Regions from separate parts of the Mus musculus genome. Here region 1 is linked to region 2. Evidence: chromatin contacts called from public Hi-C data. All regions are on one chromosome and are shown on one strand. The core of a region is the stretch at or near the end of the contact, and the rest is flanking DNA. Distances in the headings are between cores, read along the strand shown. Region 1 holds the start of Gm32123 (predicted gene, 32123). Region 2 has its middle 14 kb from the start of Gm41111.

Evidence for each region. A called contact is a pair of places that touch in the nucleus more often than the background predicts.
Region 1: a Hi-C map of the N1E-115 cell line shows a contact between it and region 2, with 2.5 times the contacts expected there. The contact joins two enhancer-like sites. A contact is called at or near these places in 1 of 15 datasets of contacts at CTCF or cohesin (pro-B cells), 7 of 484 Hi-C or Micro-C datasets (the HL-1 cell line, the N1E-115 cell line, embryonic stem cells and 3 more), 2 of 115 datasets of contacts at active chromatin or transcription factors (embryonic stem cells and large pre-B cells) and 2 of 9 other capture datasets (embryonic tail and embryonic trunk).

Annotation. Positions count from the first base shown.
Region 1 is chr14:25,107,522-25,114,708 of GRCm38.p6, forward strand. Gm32123 (predicted gene, 32123) reads left to right here and starts at 1,740. Exons shown (of 3, transcript NR_153781.1): 1 at 1,740-1,748; 2 at 1,865-2,010; 3 at 3,574-5,410. RefSeq lists an enhancer at 1-3,215. Within about 2 kb of position 5,535, at least 24 of the 459 cell types and tissues checked have an H3K27ac peak or open chromatin away from gene starts, as enhancers often do. A contact at or near this core is called in the N1E-115 cell line, where this site is marked.
Region 2 is chr14:24,993,426-25,000,395 of GRCm38.p6, forward strand. No RefSeq gene overlaps it. Among named protein-coding and RNA genes, the nearest start is that of Gm41111, 14 kb to the left of the region's middle. Within about 2 kb of position 2,021, at least 34 of the 459 cell types and tissues checked have an H3K27ac peak or open chromatin away from gene starts, as enhancers often do. A contact at or near this core is called in the N1E-115 cell line, where this site is marked.

The sequences.
Region 1 (7,187 bases), core at 4,285-6,784, 120 kb after region 2:
ATCCAGTCAAGACCAAAGAGAAACGGATATATTCATACTCGTTTGCTTGCTTGCTTGTGCTCAGCCTCATCTCTTACACAGTTCAGGAACCCCTGCCTAGGGAATGGTACCCCCCACACACACCTTGGTGGTCTGAGCCTTCCCACATCAGTTAACTCAGTTAAGACAGTCTCCACAGACATGCCCATCATCTGACACAGTGTAGACCAACCCTCACTGAAACCCTCTTCCCAAATAAGTCTAAGTTGTGTCAGGTTGGCAACTAAAGCTAGCCATCAAAATACCTCTGAACCTTTGGGTGCTTAGAAATTGCCCTCTAAAGATCCAAATATCCTTTGACCAACCCATGCTGGAATTAATGCAAGATGCTGGACTCGTCCCTCACCAGGGGGCCCTGAACATAGCATGCTTAGAGTCATTTCTGTGGTACAAAACCATCCAAGTAGGAGCACAGAAGACCCAGTCACCCATTTCTTTGTCCTCCTCTCCTCCTGGTGCCTTCTTTTGTTTCTTAGGGAGAAGCTGAGGCTCACCAACTCAAAAAATGTGCTTCAACTCAAGGAGAACCTGGAGTTTATCTAATAGGCAGGTTGGGAAAAATGAAAACGCTAATTACTTCAGGGAATCATGGGGAATGAGTCAGCTGATTGGGCCACGGGGCAGCCAGTAGGAGCTGGTTTTTTTTTTTCCTCCCTCTTAGAGGATAATGACTTATTCTCAGGGATTTTAGCTGTGCACACACAACAAAAAATCATTCCGAGTGTCTGCTAGCAAAATCCCAGGCTGCCGAACGTCGCGTTTGAAAATTAATGTGACAAGCTGGAGGCCTGTTTGCCCCGAGATCAGAAGACAATGAAAGCTTCCTCCCCAGGAAGTGTCTCAAGGTAGAAGAAGAGACCCGGAACTGAGGAAGCAAGGGGGCAGGGCCCCACCCGGGGACCCGGACAAGAGTCAGCAGCGAACCTGGCAGCTGCCTTTGTCTTCGCAGTCAGGTCCGGCCTCCTCAGTTACTGAACCTCCACACGGAGGCTAGTGGGACTGCTCATCAATCGCCTTATTCATCTCATCATTAAAATGATAGGTCTTGCTATCTGAGCAGCGCTAGCTGTCTGTAAATCAGGCACACCTCCTGATAGAAAGGTCTCCTGGCAGGAACTCGTACAAGGACTTGGGGTTCACGTGAACACCACTGGACTCCAAGAGCTGAGGACCCCAAAGTCCAGGCTCTTACTTCCCAGCTGGCCATGGAATTAATGAAGCTGAGTAGCCCTGGATGCGAGGCACACTCCGGTCCTTTACAGCTCTTTGTCTGCAGTCAGGCTCTTGTCTTTCAGAGCTAGCTAGCTGCTGCTGTCTCTGGGGCTGGTGCAGCAGTCAGATAATGAACAGTATATCAGTGCAGTGGAGAGGGGGGGAAGCGGGAGAGGGGTGAGTGAGCGCCTGAGCCAGCCAGCCTGACTTATTATTCCTTCACTCTCAAACAAAACAAAATCATTGGCCTGCCAGGGTCATTAAGGACCCCGGGGTTGTCATAGAAACGACCTTTGGGGCCCGGTGGTTGTTAATGCATGAGTGACTGCCTGCATTGTGTGTTCCCGGAGAGGTCAGAGTCTTGTTGGTGGCTTAAGAAAGAAAGAAAGAAAGAGAGAGAGAGAGAGAGGAAGAAAGAGAGCCAGCACAAAGCCCAGAATTGGACAGCTGACATCCAGGAGGAAGGCTGTGTAAGATGGTCCTGATTGGCTGTCTAGGTTGGTGACTCTCTGCTGCCTGGCACCTAGTAGGTGCTTAATAAATGTCTGAAAAGGTGAGAGGGTGCACTTCTCTGTTTTAAAATGTCCTTTTTTCTCCTCTTAATTCCCTACAGAAGCTGCCTCACCAGTGTCCTCTCTGAGGGCCAGGTAGCAAACTCACAGACTAGTTTTAGAAGAACTTTATCAGCCTTCATCTCAAACCACATCATTGGAGACTATCGAAAAAATACAGGAGACCAGGACCAAGTTCCCAGCCTTGGTCTGTATACACCTTTTTCAAGTCACCTCCTAGTCAAAGGAAGAGATTCTATAAGCAGAGGTTTAGAGCCAAGACCCAGCAGCCAAATCCTAATTACACTGGGGGCCTGGTCATGGAGCCCCAGTGCAGTAGCTAAAGATCTGAGCAATGGTGAAAAACAGAAATACAATCAATGCAGCCACAGGGATAGGTCTCAGTGGCCCCCAAGTCCATCTTTGGGGTACAAACAAGCTCTGGATTTAAATAGGGCAATCAAAGTGTCTGTGTGGGGGAGGGGTATTCAGAATTAGGTGTCAAAGTGTGGTCTGGCTGATCTTATCTCAGGTTTACAGAAGGCCTTGTGGCTCAAGGGGATAGGCTGGTTTTCATGAAATTTGATTGCTGTGACAGGTTTTTCCTTCCTGTCCAACTTGACCCTAGACTTAGGACAATGGGTATGGAAAGGCTACTGAGAAAGCTGACAGTAAGGTGGCTAACACACTCTTTGTTCCTTCAAACTTGAAGGCAGAGAAGGGAACCTCGAGTCATTAACATGTCTGTGGTATTAAACAGGCCAGGCCAGGAACCTGAAGGAAAAAAAACATAAATACAATGTGAAGGCAGACACTCCCAACCTTTATTTTATTTTGGTTTTCTTGAGGTTTCAAAGTGAGGAATTATTGCCAGAACCTTCTCTGACCCCTACTGTGTGGCAGAGTGTCCCCTACCAGCTGCTCTGTAGAATACACTTAGCCTAAGTTGACTAGCCCCAGGCTGCCACCCCAGAGTCCAGAAAGAACTTATATTTCTGAATCTACCCTGCTATTAACTGTGCATCTTCTTGCAAGCCCTCCTGCATCACTTTCTTTATCTGTCTGTAACATCAGGGATGGTCCAGATGCTAACTAAGGCCCATGCTTGCTGCTTTTGCTGGGGTCTTCTTTCAACTTAAGATTTTTATCAAACACTTTTTAAGTATTCTTTGGCTGGCAATAGAGTCATTTGAGTTCCAAGAAGGTCCCCACTGGTCAATTTCTGTGATACAACCACAGAAGTAAAGGTAGTTAGGGCATTTTCTAATCCACCCTGTGAGTGTTCATTCTGGCACAGCTTTAACCCAGTGGGTGCCTGAAGTGCCCAGGTCAGTTGGAGGCAGAACCTGAGACCTACTGGGAGACACACCCACTTACACATATGACACAAGCAAACACACACTCAGGGAGCAGGAGGAACAGGAGACCCCTGAGCCACAGTGACAGCGTGCCCTTGTCTCATCTGAAATGGTGCCCAAGCTGTTCCCTGGACCAGTACTAGAGAGAGACATCAAGGCTTACTGTTCTCAGTCCTCACTCACCACTGGCTAAGATGCATGTTCAGAGAGGTTTAGTGCCCTTTGTTGTTGTTTTTACAGCCTGTATATCTGATTTGCATAACTGTCAGGCCTGTGGTCTGGCACCTGCTCCCCCAGGGAACAAGGCAGAAGGAGTCCAGCGTTTCCTCTCCTTCCCGACTACTTGCGAAAAATGGAGGTCAGCATGGACTGAGCTCACCCTGATGGTTGATGGCTTACTTTTTTCTCTTCAGCAAACAACATCTTCCCAGACCACCGAGGAGACAGAAGTCTTAGGGAGTTTCCTAGGATTACCAAGTCATAATGATTCCACAATAAAACACTTTATCATGCTGGGTCTAAACATCCAAGAAAAGTGTCACTTGTGCGAGGGGAAGCTGGAAGCTGGAAGCTGGAAGGAGCCCGCTTCTCTAGAACCAGAACAATTCCTGAGTCCGGTAAGAACTTTAGTACATTGCCTCTTCTCATCGAGCCTACATCCATTTCTCTAAAATGGAAAGGGGAGTCCAGTGTAATGGAGCAATCTGTAAGGAACCTCCATACAAGTGTGAAGGACTGAGTTTCAGCCTCAGACCCCATATAAAAGCTAGATACAGTGACATGTGCCTGCAAGAGCCCAGCAGAGAGGAGAATTCCAGGGATTTGCTGATCAGCCTGTCTAGTGGAAGCAGTGAGCTGCAAGATCAGTGAGAGACCCTGCCTCAAAAACATATGATGGGAAAGGATTGTGGAAGATACCCAGCATTGATCTCTGGCCTCCATGTTCATGCTTGTGCATACACAAACACACACACACACACACACACACACACCCCACACTCATAAATATGCAGTGTTCTAATTCTGAAGCCTCCGTTCTTCTAAAGGATAATAAAGTCTGGTGCATTTGTTCTTAATGAAATTAACACCAGGTTAAATAATCAAAGAGCTTGCTGGGAGGTTGGTGCACCAGCAGATAGAATAGAATGTTTCTCCTGGCCCTTGAATTCAGTATGTTTTCTTAGAAATAAGACTAAAACCTAATGCTATAGAAAATGCCATGAGTATTTGCATATCCTACAAAGAATATTTGCATATAATTGGTTGTATAAAGCAGGGTGCGTGTTTCTTGGGGTGAGATGCCAGCTGGCTGACAACTCTCCTGTGTGATTCTGGTGTGCCAGGTACTTGTCAGGTAGTGTTGAGTCCTCAGAACCACAGATGCTTAGTACTTGTTGAACACACCTTGAAACTGAGGGCCAGAGCCAGAACTGGCTGGCAGTAGCACCACAGGACATAGGGACATCACTACTCTTGGTGCCACTTTTCTCGCCTACAGCATCACAGTATCTGGTGGAAGGGGTGTGTCTGCAGTGACACCTGCAAGGTGGATTAAGGTCACTGGGATTTAGTCACAGCCTTCTGTTGCACGGAAGGTTTGGACAAAGTGACCTCTACAATCCAGTCCACTGAGGTTTCAGACTTAAGGTACTCACTTAAGTAGCAGTTACCAAAAACAAACTCTGAAACACATCTGCCCAGGATTCGCAGGAAAAGCATGTTTTCAGATCAAATGTGTTTGGAAAATATTCCTAATTATGTCCCCAGTTAGAGACTTATAATGCATGTTACAAACATCAAACTCTCCGATAAGGCACACAATTAAAGCCCGAGTAGTTACTTAATCTCTTTCCTAGACTTGATGAATTGTCAACCCCCCCCCCTTTTTTCTCTACCCACATAACACATAGAGGCACTTGTTGAGGGAACTAGAGTAACAGAAATGGCTGTAGTTCCCGAGTTCTCACTGGTCAGAGCAGCAGCAGTTCTCAGGAAGACTCGGGGGTCAGAAGTGAGGGCTGGAGAGAGAACCTGATTAGGACTGATGCTCACCGGCTTCTGCTTCCAGGAGCTCTTAAAGCTCACATATGGTTTACTCGTGAAAAGCAAGAGCCAGGGCTCCCATGCAAGCCCTTCTAGAAGAAACTAACACCATTGATACTGCTTCTGAAATCTTGACATTCGAGTATCTCAGTGCTCTCTGTATATTTTTATGGTTGTGTAAAAAACCGTCTTATGGATGAACACAAAGCGTCGTTGCCTTTCTGGTTCAATCTTCCTTCTCCCTTTTTACTGAAAGCTGGTAAACACCACTTTCACCAAAACTGGTGAGTCACGGTTCCTGTAGTCAGCTCGTGCTGCTCCTCAGCACCATCATGCTGTTCCACGTCTGCGTAGTGACTCCCTTACTCCTTGGTAGCTCTTTCCTCTGTATCACAGATCCATTGTCACTCGCTCAAATACAGCCTCCCTGACTGCAGGCCAGATCTGGTTCGATGGCCATGTAGACTAATCTGCCAGCAATTGTCACCCACCTTTGGGTTTTTGAAATGTCTGATCCTCCTAACTAGATCACAAACCTTCCCAGGAGAGGGATCACCCTGTGTGACCAGCACCTGCCCAGACTGGTATGGAAGAACATGTTGTTGAATAAGTAAAGGAAAAACATTGTTATGTGAAGTAGCCTCATGCGCCTGGGCCCTCTCTGAAGTCCAGCTCCTTTGCTAGCAACTTCAACCTTTCTCTTCATTTAAATTTGATCCTTCCTCCCATTGCCTGACCTCAGCTCCCCAGCTGACTCCAAGCCACTAGATAAGCCCAGCCCATCCTCCTCTTTCCACTCCCACAGGCTTAGTCATGTTTCCTGCCAAAGAGATGACCACAGGGGGGAGGATTTGGAACCTACAAATAATTGACCTTTTGATATCAAAAGTAATTAGCTCAGTTTTATCTTTTGTTCCGTGAAGAAAGTAGCAGTGTTCATACTGGTGCCCACTTGGTTGGAATTTGTATCTTAGTAAAATTTCAAACCAATGCATGACTGACTTTTAAAAAGTACAAATGGATTCTAAAATTTTGTGAAGAGAATGTTCATAACGTTGCCCACTTGTATTCCTACTTCCTCCCATTTTACAGATAAAGAAACTGAGATCCACAAAGATTATGAAGTTCCGGAAGTGGAGATGCTAAGGTTTAAGCTCAGTCCTTGGCCTTTTGTTTGCCATACTGAGCCCTGAGTTCAGGTCATCAGCTCAGGATTCGATGGCCTTCTGTCTTCTTTGAAAGATCATGAGCTACTTAAAAGCAAGGACCACGACTTTGGCAACTCCAGTTTCTGGCCCAGCGCAATGGCACATAATAGCTCTAAATAAACATTTAAAGAATAACTAGATGAATGGCAGAAATATTAAAAGCCTGGCATAGCAGTCGGCTCAGTATGAATTCCATGAAAGATGTGTAAGAAAGTCAGAGGGACTTGAAGGTCTGAGGAGTCACAAGTTCAAGAGCAGCCTGAGCTAGGGAGTGAGTTCAAGGCCAGCCTGGGCAAATTATTAAAACTGTTTCAAAATTAATAAAAAGGATATAGCTCAGTGCTAGAGTCCTTACCTAGCATGTATTAGACCTTGGGGGGCAATGCTGAAGGGAGGGAGGGAGGGAGGGAGGGAGGGAGGGGGAGGGAGGGAGGGGGAGGAAGAGACTGACAGACACACAGAGATCAAAATGCATAGAATCTAGAATAAGCCTTCATTCCTTTAAGCTGAATAAACTTGTAAGAACTAAGTTGTTTTATAGAAAAAGATTTGAATGCAAAAATCTAAAGATACCTTATTCAAGCTGTCTGGATAGAAAGATAATTGTAGTGATTGGTTATTCTTCAAATGAATATCTAGGAAGAATGGGGGGGATCCATAGAAAGACAGTTACCCTCTGCTCAATATAAGATTGCCATGAGTGCACACATGTGTTTATGTATAGCATTAACCAAATGACTCAAGACAACTTGCATGCAAGGGTAGATGGTGGAGAA
Region 2 (6,970 bases), core at 771-3,270:
GGCCTGATAACCAGGGATGTCCAGCGCAGGAATGTTGAATTAAACAATACATGTTTGGCTAATGCCCTTTGCTGCTCACTATATCAGGGTCTTGACTGCATGCTCATAGGATGGGAGATAATGGAGACTAACAAGGACTTTGGACATATGCTCTGGAATCCTAACACAAATCTCAGGCTCAAATGTAGCTTTCTACAGCACCCTTAGTGTTGAGCAGAGGCAATATTCTGTATGGACTGCTGCAAGGGAACATCAGAGAACATGGAGGACCATCCGTGGCTGTTAGAGGCAGGGGGTGGGGCGGGACTGTAGAATGAGATTCGGGAAAGCATCAACTCTGAAACCACTGGGATCTTAAAGGCAGTTGTAGTGTGAACTCCAGAGCTCTCTGTCGCCATGCTCCCTTGCTGGGATCTGCAACCGTGTTCCCAGGCATTGAACATTTAGCTGCTGGGCAGGGAGGGAGGTGGGGGTGGAAGAGTGGGAACAGCCAACAACTCCTGGGGACAACTGCCTCCTCCAAGCCTTTTCTGCCAGGATCTGAGGAAGCCTGTTTACACGGGTCCCCCCTGTGGTCTCTGCTGCTTAATATGCCTTTTGAAAATGACGCTCGGTGGGATGTGTGCACATTTGTAATTACAAAGGCCCGGCTGTTTTTTTTTTTTTTTTTTTGACAATCTGTGCCTACTAATTTCTCAGCGGCAGGGAAGGGAAGCAGGAAATGTCCCCAGCCCTGCTTCAGGAACGGGCAGGCTCCTGAGCGGTGTGGTGAAGGACTTCTATTTACAAAGTCTGTTCATTCCAGACCAACTCTGCTCCGCCCAGGGAGGATCTGAGCTGCACTGGGAGGGGATGAGCTGTCCAGGGTGGCATGGGGGCATGAGAAGGTCGTGTGAAGCTTCGTCCTGTTTACGCTGCTCTTGTGGAAGTCCTGGTGTCCCTCCATATCAACCCTGGCAGGAACTGGGAGGATAAAGCAAGGCATTCCCAGAGTGGGAACCTCAAGTGGCTCGTCATCTCATCTCGAGGGGAGACAAGGGTGAAGCCCACAGGCAGAGACAGCCTTCCCAGTAACTGAGACACCGACCTGGGCTCGCAGGAGAGGGATGGAGCCTCGGGTGGAAAGAGGAGGGCCTGCGGAGACCACAGCCAAGTCTTTGAAACTGAGCTGTGGTTGAAGCCAGGTCAACACACTCACAGGCCTCCCGCATGCTATCGATGTCTGGGTGGAACCCCACCTGAAAGCCTGCTGAAACGCAGGGTCCAGCTCTGCCTTTGCAGAACAGTGGCTCTTTGAATCAAGGTGTCCGAGAATTAAGTTTCCCCAGTGTTCCCAGGGCTCAGACTTAAAGTTGAGGCGGGCATGGGGGTGTGGGGTGGGAGGGGGGGGTGCAGAACTTGATGGAGTTGCTGATAGGTCTCTCCTGGCTAAAAGTGATGACATTGGCAAGAAACTGATCTTTCTGGGGAGCAGAAACTCAAGAGCCCTCAAGTGCAGAACACAAGGCCAGCTGTGTGACCTGCCACACAGGCCTGGCTTTGATACCTAAGGAGGTAGTGGCAGGGACCACCTGGTATTGGGTATCAGTCTCAGACCCCGAAGGAGCAGAGCACTAGAAGACGCCTCTGATCTTGTCTCCTCCTTCTTTGTATAGAATCAGAACACATTCAGGCCAGAAGCAGAAAGCGTGTAATCACTTTCCTTCCTCTGTGTCCCAGACAGACAAATTGAGATCCAGATCTGTGGCCTCAAGGGACTTGTCCTTAGGCAGCAGTGCACAGATATGGGACTCAGAACCGGTGCTCCGGGTCTCCCATGCACTGCTAGCTGCGACTGGAGAAAGAAACAAAAGTCACAGCCCGAAGAAGGCCTTTGTCACCGCAAGGCAGACCGGAGTCACAGCACACCTCCATCTGGTCGTCTTCTCACTCATTTTGGGAGCCTGCTGTGCGCTGTTCCCCCACTGTAAGCTGATGCCCACACCACAGTGTCTGGCCAAAGCAGATCTCAGCTGTTGGTTGTGCTTATTTAAAGGCTAAGTCAGTCTGTGCAAAGCAGACCCTGCTGGGCTTGGCTTCCTTCACTGTCAGACCATGTGCTCCCAGGCTAGTCCACACCTGCCAGACTGGGAAAGACAGAGGTCATTTAATGAGAGTGTTACCTTTACATAGATAGAATGCCAAGGACAGCAGTGTGGGTGTGACAGGGCTGGCACAGGAATGAAAGGGGCTCTCTTGAAGCATTTCACTATTTGAGTCCATCCAAATACTAGAATATACACCTTATACGGGATGGCTGATAAACATCAGAAATGTGTTTTTCATGGAACAGAAAACTGGAAGTCTGAGGTCAGAAAACCAATATCTCTGGCTTCTGGTGAGGGCTGTCTTCTGTATGCAGGCAGCTGAGTAACATTTCCTCACAAAGAGAAAGAAGTGGGGAAAAGAGTGAGGACCAGGAAAACAGCTCAGTTGACAAAGATAGCTCACAAGACCCCATTTGATCCCCAGAACCCACACAACTAGAACTGGGTGGCAGTGCATTCTTAAAATCCTGTTGCCCAAGAAGCAAGATAGGTGGATCCTCGGGGCTTGCTCAACATCCAACGTTCTCTCAGCAAGCAAGGTCAGTGAGAGAACCTGTCTCAAAAGAAAAGTGGACAGTACCTGAGGGTGTCCTCTGGCCTCTACATGTGTGTGCATATGTCCTGCGTGCACATGGACATGCACACACATGAAAGAGTGAGAGAGCTCTGCGGGGGGGGGGGGGGGGTCCTTTCACTTGAGTAAAATGATAACCAGACTAGAATCAAGTACTAGATCCAAGAACCTAGCACAGAGGCAATGAGAGAGCCTGCCCTTTAGTCCCTCAGTCAGGTGTCCACACAGCCTTACTGAAGGCTCATTGCCCCTGTTAGGATGTTCACTGCTGGGGAATCGGATCAGAGATTGACTTGGACAAATGATATATGGAAACCTCCATTTTCTTCTGTGTGTTTGGCCATTTGCCATCTGGAGCAAGCAGCCCCAGACACCACCAGCATTGTGTTCCTGTCATTCCCAATTCCAAATGCACAGGACTACTTTTAAGCTCTGGGATCCCAGAGCACCCCAATGCTATAGACACGTGAGGGTGCAGAATGGCCACATCATCAAATCTCCCTGTTTGGTTGTGAGGACTCCTTAGCCCCAGAGGAGACAAGGACCAGATGTACAAGCTGCGTTCATTGGCTTCTCCGTCCCAGGAAACTCAAAGGAAGGGTGCGGAGAGAAGTTGCTGGTTATAACAGGCCCAGCCTGTAGGTCACACAACTTTGTAGGGACTTGAGTAACAGTTGTTGTAGGTTATTTGTTTGCTAGGGTAAATAGACAGTATCGTTTAAATTTTAAATATCCCCCAGAGACCCATGCATTAAAGTCTTGGTCCTTAACACAATTGGGAGATAGTAGAACCTTTAAAATAAGGGTCAAATGAGAGGTCTTTAAATCTTCCGGAGTTTTCCCATGAGGTAATAGTTGTACCCTGGTCTCTTCTTCCTCTTGCTTTGCTTCCCAGCCATGAGGTAAGCTCTGCTCTGCCAGAGCGTCTACCACAGAGAGCTGCCTCACCCCAGTCTCAAAAGCAACAGAGCCAACCACAGGCCAGGGTCTCTAAAGCAGTGTGCCAAAATGTGCCTTTGCTCTCTGCAAGGTAATTGTCTCCACAGTTTTGTTAAATGGGTAGATAGAAAGCTGACCAGTACACTGGCAACTGGCATAGTTTGCAGAGAGTGAGGACTGGACGGCTCAGTGAAGCTTCCCTGAGCTTCTCTACAAAGCCTTATTTTATCAAAGTGAACTGCACTGGCTCATTGAACTATGAGAAATCTCAGTGTAAGAAGGGCATTCATTTAGGTTTCCGTAGGAGCTGAAGGCTGTGGCTTCTGTGAGCCTTTTTTTCCTCAGCTCAACTCACTCTGATTTCACAAGGATACTGCTTCATGGATAGCTGGAGCCAGTGGACAACTGTCCGTAACAGTGGAGAGCACACTTAAGCATCCACCGACATCTCCTCTGGAGTTAAAGGTGGCCTTTGGAGGAGGAAGGGCCTTGACACTCCGTTGTACTTGCAAGACGGTAACCAACACTAGGCTTATGACATATGGAGAGCTTCAACTGCACACAGACTCGTGAGTCAGAATCTGTCATTTCCAAGCTCCCTGGTAATTGTGAATCAAATATGAAGTTTAAGCCTCTCAGACTGGAAGTAGTGGAGAAAAGCCTACTGCAGAATCGTGAGACACTGGTAGGCCACCCCACTCCTGGACAAACTCTCCATGCGTGGCCTTGGAGAGAGCATGGCATGCTATGAACAGCTTTCTCGTCTGCAAACAAGGGGGCTGGACTGGCTGCTCTTTATTCTCAACCTCGCAGGCATCTCTCCTATGAGATGGGAAGGGGGGGTCTCCTCGGCTAAAGATCAGAGAGATTCTTGCTGTGTAAAACACTCCCTAATCAGCCTTATGTCAGGTCCCCGCCCCCCGACTAACCACAGTGACAAGTCCCAGGAGTGTACCTTGTCAGGCTGTGAATAAAGTTCAGGCAGCTTGGATAATTACCCTGACACCGCCTAGAGTTAGCTTCCCAGCAGCTCGGGAGCAGGCCCTCCTGATTATAGGAACACACACACTGTGGCTTTGGGCAGTTTCGGGCAGTACCACCTCCCCCCTCTCCCCCCCCCACCCCCAGGTTGCAGCCTCCTGCCTGGGGTCAGAGACTCTGATACGGTTCAGTTCCCTGGGGTCTCAGGAGCTAGGAAGGTAGCGTTCTAACTTGGCTGTAGGGTTATTTTCCAAACACATTTGTGAGTGAGGCCTTGTAAGCCTGTCAGACAACTCTGTGCTGTTCTCACCTGGCTCTTGGACCTGCTGTGCCAAGGCTACTCCACAGTCACATCCAGTCACGGCAAGGCAGCCAGCACAAGCTACGTAGGGTGTGCCCTCCAGATTGTTCAGCTACCCCGCCTCTGGTGTGTGCCTCATCTTCCCAGGCCCCAGGTCGCTCAGCTCACCATTGAGCCATGTGGATTCTTTCTTCACTCCTACTGTTTCTCTAGTCATTTCTACAGTGAAATAGGATGTATCCCTGTTCATCTTTCAGCTTTGTATTCCACCGTACCCTTACCCCTGCACCCCCCCCCCTCTCTCTGTGTGTGTGTGTGTGTGTGTGTGTGTGTGTGTGTGTGTGTGTGTGTGTGTGAATCAGTCTGTGATGTTCAGAAGACAGCAGTATCTGATCCCCTGCAATGCAGTTATTGGTGAATGTGAACTACCACGGTGTGGATGGTGGGAAGCAGACCTGGGTCCTCTGCAAGAGCAATCGGTACTTGTAAGTGCTGAGTCATCTCTGTACCTCCCCACTTAAACCTGAGTTCTGAAGGTCGAAGCTCTGGTCCTAATGCTTGCATAGGGAGTTTCATAGTCCTCTGAAGGGTTAGGAACCCACATTTTTACAGAGCCCTGGGCTACGTTCATCATACTAAATACAGCAGTGTGCTTTTGAACACTTTCTCCAACCTAGAACACTGAGTGCTAGATTGGCACACACACACACACACCACACACACACACACACACACACACACACACACACACACACACACTCAGTCAACTCTCTCTGTAGTCTGACACCAGATGAAGAAGTCCTGTGTCTTGCAGAGATGGGGACTTTCTCAAGGTGATAGAGAGAACAAGGACTCCTGTGTCTTAGTCCAGAGTCCATAAGCTTTCAAGTTTCCTGTATGCTCTGCACAGAGTTCAAAGGTCTGTCCCAGGCGGAGACTTTCGTCTGGAGTGAGAAGTAGAGTAAGGGCCTTTTTTACACTGTATCTCCAAAACAGAGGAAACATCCTGAGCACCTACAACCAGGAAATGCCAGCTAGGAGCTGCTGGGAATGTCTCCACACGTGCCTTAAGCCCATGCTCTTCCAAAATACCATGCTTTGGTTTCCTTCTTTAAGGAAAGCAATGCCTATTAAAAGCTCCCTTCCTCTGTAAGTAGGAGTAGCAAAGCTGGTATAACAGTCAAAATTCTGTAGGCAAAAACTGGGGGGAAGGGATAGAAATATTTTCTATTGCTGAGGAGGAAGGGTACATATGTGTTATGCATGCATTATAATGCTGGTGCCGGACCTCAGAGCAAGTTGGTAGGAAAAAATGTCTTTAGATTTACCTTATGTGCATGTGTGGTTGGTGTAGGGAGAGTTTCAAGTGTGGGTGTGAGTGTATGTGCACAGTACAGCATGTATCCTGAGATCAGAAGACAATGCTCTGTGCTGTCCTCGTGGGCTTTGCACCATTGCTTGAGGCTGGGTCTCTCACTGTCCTGTCCTCTCACCGACTAGACCAGGCTGCCCAGTTCGCAGCCCTCACTTCCAAGGGTCCTCCTGTCTCTACCTCCCCTCTCGAAATTGCCGTGATTGTAGGTGAGGGCTACCGTGTCTGGCTTTTTAAGTGAGTTCTGAGGTTGCACACTTAGGTCCTCAGGCTTGTGAGACAAGTGGTATGCAACTAACTCATCTCTCCGGCCCTTCTGCTTAAAAGATCGTCTTCTTCCCATCTTCTTTTCTCTTCCTCTTTTCTTCTTCTCTGACATCCAGATAGTTTCACAGGTCAGCTTCCCACTGAGCTGTGTTGGACGGCTTCTGTTCACTCGTGAGGAAGGGGTGCAGGACAAACGAGTCAGCAGAGTACCTAGGCTTGCAAGTTGCTCACTTCTGGGCTGCAACCCAGCTCTGCCACTGGCGAGCCCTTCGTTCTGCCTCTGCCAAGCAGCTCTGTGTCTCTGAACCTCCATTTTTCCCCATCTATATTGGGAATAATAATAGTTTCAGTCTCTTGGTGTATTTCATAAAATAGGGAAATAAGTGTAGGCAGTGGCTGGTATAGGACCACAATTAATCCACAAGTCCAAAATTAGCATTCTGGAAACT